Regions from separate parts of the Mus musculus genome. Here region 1 is linked to region 2. The links are chromatin contacts, called in public Micro-C maps. All regions are on one chromosome and are shown on one strand. The core of a region is the stretch at or near the end of the contact, and the rest is flanking DNA. Distances in the headings are between cores, read along the strand shown. Region 1 has its middle 67 kb from the start of Lpar4. Region 2 holds the start of Rtl3 (retrotransposon Gag like 3).

The links. Hi-C and Micro-C count contacts between places; a contact is called where the count stands out from the background.
Region 1: a Micro-C map of embryonic stem cells shows a contact between it and region 2, with 4 times the contacts expected there. The contact joins the enhancer-like site here to the promoter of Rtl3 in region 2. A contact is called at or near these places in 1 of 39 promoter capture datasets (macrophages), 1 of 484 Hi-C or Micro-C datasets (embryonic stem cells), 1 of 115 datasets of contacts at active chromatin or transcription factors (embryonic stem cells) and 3 of 9 other capture datasets (adipose tissue, embryonic stem cells and macrophages).

What each region holds. Positions count from the first base shown.
Region 1 is chrX:106,986,506-106,989,205 of GRCm38.p6, reverse strand. No RefSeq gene overlaps it. Among named protein-coding and RNA genes, the nearest start is that of Lpar4, 67 kb to the right of the region's middle. Within about 2 kb of position 1,260, at least 11 of the 459 cell types and tissues checked have an H3K27ac peak or open chromatin away from gene starts, as enhancers often do. A contact at or near this core is called in embryonic stem cells, where this site is marked.
Region 2 is chrX:106,839,081-106,841,799 of GRCm38.p6, reverse strand. Rtl3 (retrotransposon Gag like 3) reads left to right here and starts at 1,261. Exons shown (of 2, transcript NM_199468.2): 1 at 1,261-1,322; 2 at 1,938-2,719. The coding sequence starts at 2,146.

The DNA of each region.
Region 1 (2,700 bases), core at 11-2,510, 150 kb before region 2:
TGCTCACCATGGAAGGCAAAATCAAGCATTATCATGCTGGTAATTCAAATGAGTAAAACTGCTTTGTATGGGATGCATTAAGGCTTACAGTAAATGTACCTTCCCCTACTTAAATTATAATAAAATCAATTAATGAGGCTTTTAAAAAAGATTTATTTGTTTGTTTGTTTGTTTGTTTGTTTATTTGCGAGTACATTGTCGCTGTCTTTGAATATACCAGAAGAGGGCACCAGATTTCACTACAGATGGTTGTGAGCCACCTTGTGGTTGTTGGAAATTGAACTCAGGACCTGTGGAAGAGCAGTCAGTGCTCTTAATTGCTGAGCCATCTCTCCAGCACCATAGATGCCTTTCTTGAAGAAAGATTAAAAAAAAACTATGAAAGTGTAGTAAGTGATTCACTGCAATGGTACACACATACTCAATATGTGGCAACATTAAATTTTTGTTGAGATTTTCTATATGTTTCATTTTTTTTGAAGATAAATTACAATTGTTGAAAGTTTTTTTTTATTGCACCCACTTAAATATAATTGTCAACTAAATTCTGCATCTAGGTGGTGATGTCAGTATTTTTCTTTTTTTTAATATTTTAATTAGGTATTTTCCTTCTTTACATTTCCAATGCTATCCCAAAAGTCCCCCATACCCTCCCACCCACTCCCCTACCCACCCACTCCCACTTTTTGGCCCTGGCGTTCCCCTGTACTGGGGCATATAAAGTTTGCAAGTCCAATGGGCCTCTCTTTCCAGTGATGGCCAACTAGGCCGTCTTTTGATACATATGCAGCTAGAGTCAAGAGCTCCGGGGTACTGGTTAGTTCATAAGTATTTTTTTTTCAAGTTAAAGTTATGATTTTCTTGATTTTTAGTATGATATATAGTTTATTTAATTAGACATTAATCTATTATTTTAACTAACTTTGAATGTTTGTAAATCCTTTTATCTCTTTTATTTTTAATTTTTATCACTTTTTAATACCTGTCCCCTAATTCAGCTCATAAGATGATTTTGGTAGAAAGGAGATGTTAATGACCAAAAGGAGAAAGAGTGGCTTGCCAGACAATAATCATATTATGACTGAACCCCTCCCAACAATTTCATTGCTTATAGCTAGCTCCTTTGTCTCTAGATTCAGGAATTCAGTCTCTGCTGAATTCTTCCTGCTCAGAGGCGCCCCCCTGTAGCTGGGTCTCCAATTTGCCAGGCGCCTTTGTCATTGTAATTCTCTTTCTATTGGGTAAGAAAGTCTCCAGCATAGCAAAAATTACATATCAAATGGTAGCCCAGCCGAAAGGCAAGGCTTGTAGAGACATTTCTCCTGAGCATGCTAAGGCCTGCCCAAATACCACCCAGATTCTGGCTTGATAAAGGAAAGCACTGGGCCCACTGTGGCTTTTTTTTTTTTTCCGTTCTGTTTCTATGTTGTAAGATAACATTGGGCTAATTCGCTACTAAATAATAGTATTCTAAACTAGTTTTGGTCTTTCTAAACACCTTTTAGAGTCATCTTCTGGTTGTCTTTAGGGAAATTCCTAAGATTTTTAATTCTATTTTGCAAAAATAAGAAGATAATTGGGTTTAAATGATCTGGTCCTAAGAGGAAGTCTCCACAATTATTTTCAATAAATAAATAAATAAATAAATAGAAAAGGTATTTTAAGGAAGTTGGTAGCATAAATAATAATATTTGATTTAAGGACATTTGAATTATCAAAAATTATTATTCCTAAAGTGATGTGCTAAGTGGAATAGTAAAACTTTGGAATAGCAAGTTTGTTTAGCAGATTTCTGACTTCTAAGGGTGGCACACTGGGAAGGAGATGTAACTTCTTTTAGCTTCATTTTCCAAGGTTTAAAATCAGCCCAGTAACATCTTCATATTATGGCCCTATAAGAATGAAATGTCATCATTGTGTGGTATATTTAGAACAATATCTAATCAGTGCTCAATACATGGTAGTTACAAAGTCTTTATACATAAAACAATTCTTCAGAAACCCACTCTTTTCTATGCCAAAGATCAATACCTTTACTACAAAGTAACTCTCCTCGTACTTTCTCAATTAGTGAGAGAAGATGTAAGTTGCTTCTTTCAGAGAGTGCCTAACATCAGTTGACTGGTTGGATCTGGCAAAGACCGTGCAAGCTGTACTGTACACATCTGTGCAAGTGCTTAATTTTTTTTTCTCCTTTGTCTGTTAAAAGCTGGCCTCCCTGCTTCAGAGTGCAGCAGATGTTTCTTTATTTAAACTATATTCACTGAGAGGAAGGAAAGAGAAGCAGACACACATAAGGAGGAAAGAGGTCTGGGTCATAGCACCACATTTATTCAGGGGCCACCATGCCAGGAAAATTGTGCACAGCAATTGTAATTTGTTTTTTCCGTTTCATTTGATTTTTTTTTTCAAACAGGAATTTCTTGTTTCCTTAGATACTAATTAAATCTCAGTTACTGAGAACCATCCAATGGAGTTTCAGTGCTGTGCTATTCAGTCAAATGCTGTATTTATTTAGCTCTTTAGCAGGAAATTTAGCTTTCAATGCAATGGCTGGTTTTGTCTTTATATGTGTGTTTGTTTTGTTTGCTGTAGACTCAGAAATGCATACCATAGGAAGAATTAGGTTTAGAGCAGTCATTTACTTTTAAGGTAGAGTGTTTCTTTCAGAACCTTAACACATACCATGCTATGCACATA
Region 2 (2,719 bases), core at 12-2,511:
TAGTTAGTTGTATAAGTATGGCTATCAGACAACTTAAATAGTTTATTCTATGTCTCAAACTGTCCACTCATTAATGATAAGAAAATAAAACAAATGTCATAACTATAACTATCTCTCTGTTTTTTAATTGGTGAAGGCATTATTAAATGTCTTTTTATTTCTTCTCAATGGGAAAGAATGCTTTAGTTTTCTGAAAGTTTTTACACAAATAGAATAAATTGTCTGATAATGGTGATATTTTTATGTATGTTTTACTTTTAAAATAATTGCAAGATAGGTACAGAACAAACTAAAGATGCACATGATTTTACTTTCTTCTTAAAGCCTCTGTATTCAGATTCAGCTAGCCTAGGCAGTCAATTTTCTGTGGTTTAGGCCTATTCTATCTCCAGGATTTATTCCACTATGCTAATAAGTGGAACTGACCATGTTTAAAGGAGACTTGGGACCATGGCTGAATTGCGTGATTTGAAGTAGCCTTATATAACTCATTGCTGCAATTAAAATAGTTGTTTCTGATCCTTGCTTTAAATGGCCATATGATCTATGCCTAGCATAAAACTATGATTTGGCATGAGAAAACAAAGAGACCAGTAAAAGTAGGGCATCCATGTGCTGTCAGGAGCTACCTGAGCAGCTCAGGTGGGCGGAAGAACCCTGGGCAGGTATATTCACAATCAGCCAAGTGCTTTTTACAAGATAGCCAATCAAAAGTTTGCCTCTCTGACATCCTTACTCTATTATAAGTTTCCTAGATCTGTCCACGGTGAAGATTCTAAAAAAGTATTTCAAGGTGGGACACTCGGGACTGAGTAGGTAGACAGGAGGAAGGACTGAGGGGGCTGTAGTTTGCTCTCTAAGTAAGAATTAAACAAACGTCTCAGTGTGGATAGAGTACGGGTAAGTTACGTGAAACAGACATAAAAAAATCAAATCCCAAACCACTGCGGTCATTCAGAAATGTTTGCAACTTTTCACAAGGGCAGTGGTATTACTCCCAATTTCCTGACCAAATATTTATTAAAGTAACCAAGGACTGAGTGCACGAAGCTGCCTCACATTGGCGCAGCATCCTACTTTCCTTCTAGCTCGGAACTGTGAGGTACTGTCAAAAGAGAGAGAGAGAGAGAGAAAAAAAAAACCACTCTTCCATACTCAAAATAGCTACGTTACAGAGGAGAGTTGGAACGTGTTCTGGGAGTGGGTGTGTTTGTTTGAGTTCAGTGTGTGCAGAAAAGGCAAGCCTCCGCAGCCATTCACACACTTCTCTCCTCAGCGATGGCTATGCAGACAGCAGAGCTCCAGCCCTACATCTCTAAATGGTAATGTACATCTATAAAGAGGATTTTGCTAACTATTTTGAAGCATTTTATAAATAATATGCATGTGCCTGCTTAATATGTATATATGTATGCTCATTTATTTATTTATTTATTTATTCAACTTTTGCTTGCTTTCTCCCGTGTCTGATTGTGTGTGGTTACTTGTGTGGTATGATTTCTGAGGTGGGAGAAAGAGCACCCCCACCCCCAATTCCTATGCTAGTCACTCAAAATATCTCTTGTGTTAGTCCTCCCAAACCTAAAATCCCCATAGCGCTCTAAACATCTGATTTGGTCGCTGAAAGCAGCTGCTAACATCCAAATGTTACATTGAAATATTAGGTAGACACTAGAAATTAAAAACGACTTAAAACAAAGGCATATGGGGCAATTGTTTCTGATATAGTGTGAAGTTTCAAAAAATGCAAACTGACATGTACAGTCTGGGTCATGTGCTTGTAAAATGTCATGAGGTCAGGGCAAATAAATATACTCCAGTTCATGAACATGAGCTTGTGGTAAAAGAAAGCCAGCAGAGTTGGACAGATTTTGTTGATTTATATAGAATGAGTGCTTTCCACAGTTTCTGATCCTCAGCTCCCTCTCTCTTCACAGTGTGTCTCACACTTCCCGGTGCTGAGCTCTAAGGCTCCCAGTGACCTCTTGATAATCAGCCTTGGCTGGGTCCAAATCCCCACCCCTTGGAAAAGTCACGGAGCCTGACGTCTGTCTGCCTGTGAGCCGCTTTCAGCAAAGACCTCACAAGCAGCTACTCAATCTCTCTTGGTAGCAAGTTGCCAAACCAGGCCCGTTTCCTCAAAAGATGGTAGAGGACTTAGCAGCTTCCTATGTTACTCTGAAATTGGAGAATGAAATTCTGCAGGCTCAAGTGAAAAGGCTCATGGAAGAAAATGCTGCCCTCCAGGCCCAGATACCAGAGCTCCAGAAATCCGGAGCAGTCAAAGAGCATGAACCACTCCGAAAGCCCTCAGAGGCCCAAGAGCCCCCAGAGTCCCCAGAGTTCCCAGCAGCCAGGGAGTCACAGAACCCCTGGGAACCCCCAGCAACCACAGAGCCCGGGGAGCCCACAAAGATCAGAGAGCCCAGGGAACCCTCAGCCATCAGTGAGCTCAGGGAACCCCCAGAGATCAAGGAGCCCCAGGAGCCCCCAGAGACCAATGAGTCTGGAGAATCCTCAGCCATCACAGAGTTCAGGGGATCCCCAGAGATCAAGGAGCCCCATTTGCCCCCAAAGTCCAAGGAGTACTGGGGACCTCAGGAGCTTCCAATGGTCAAGGAATCCTGGGAGCCCCCAGAGGCCCTGGATTCCACAGCCTGGAAGCCACCAGCAGTCAAGGAATCCCAGGAGATCCAGAAGGCTCTGGAGTCCCCAGCAA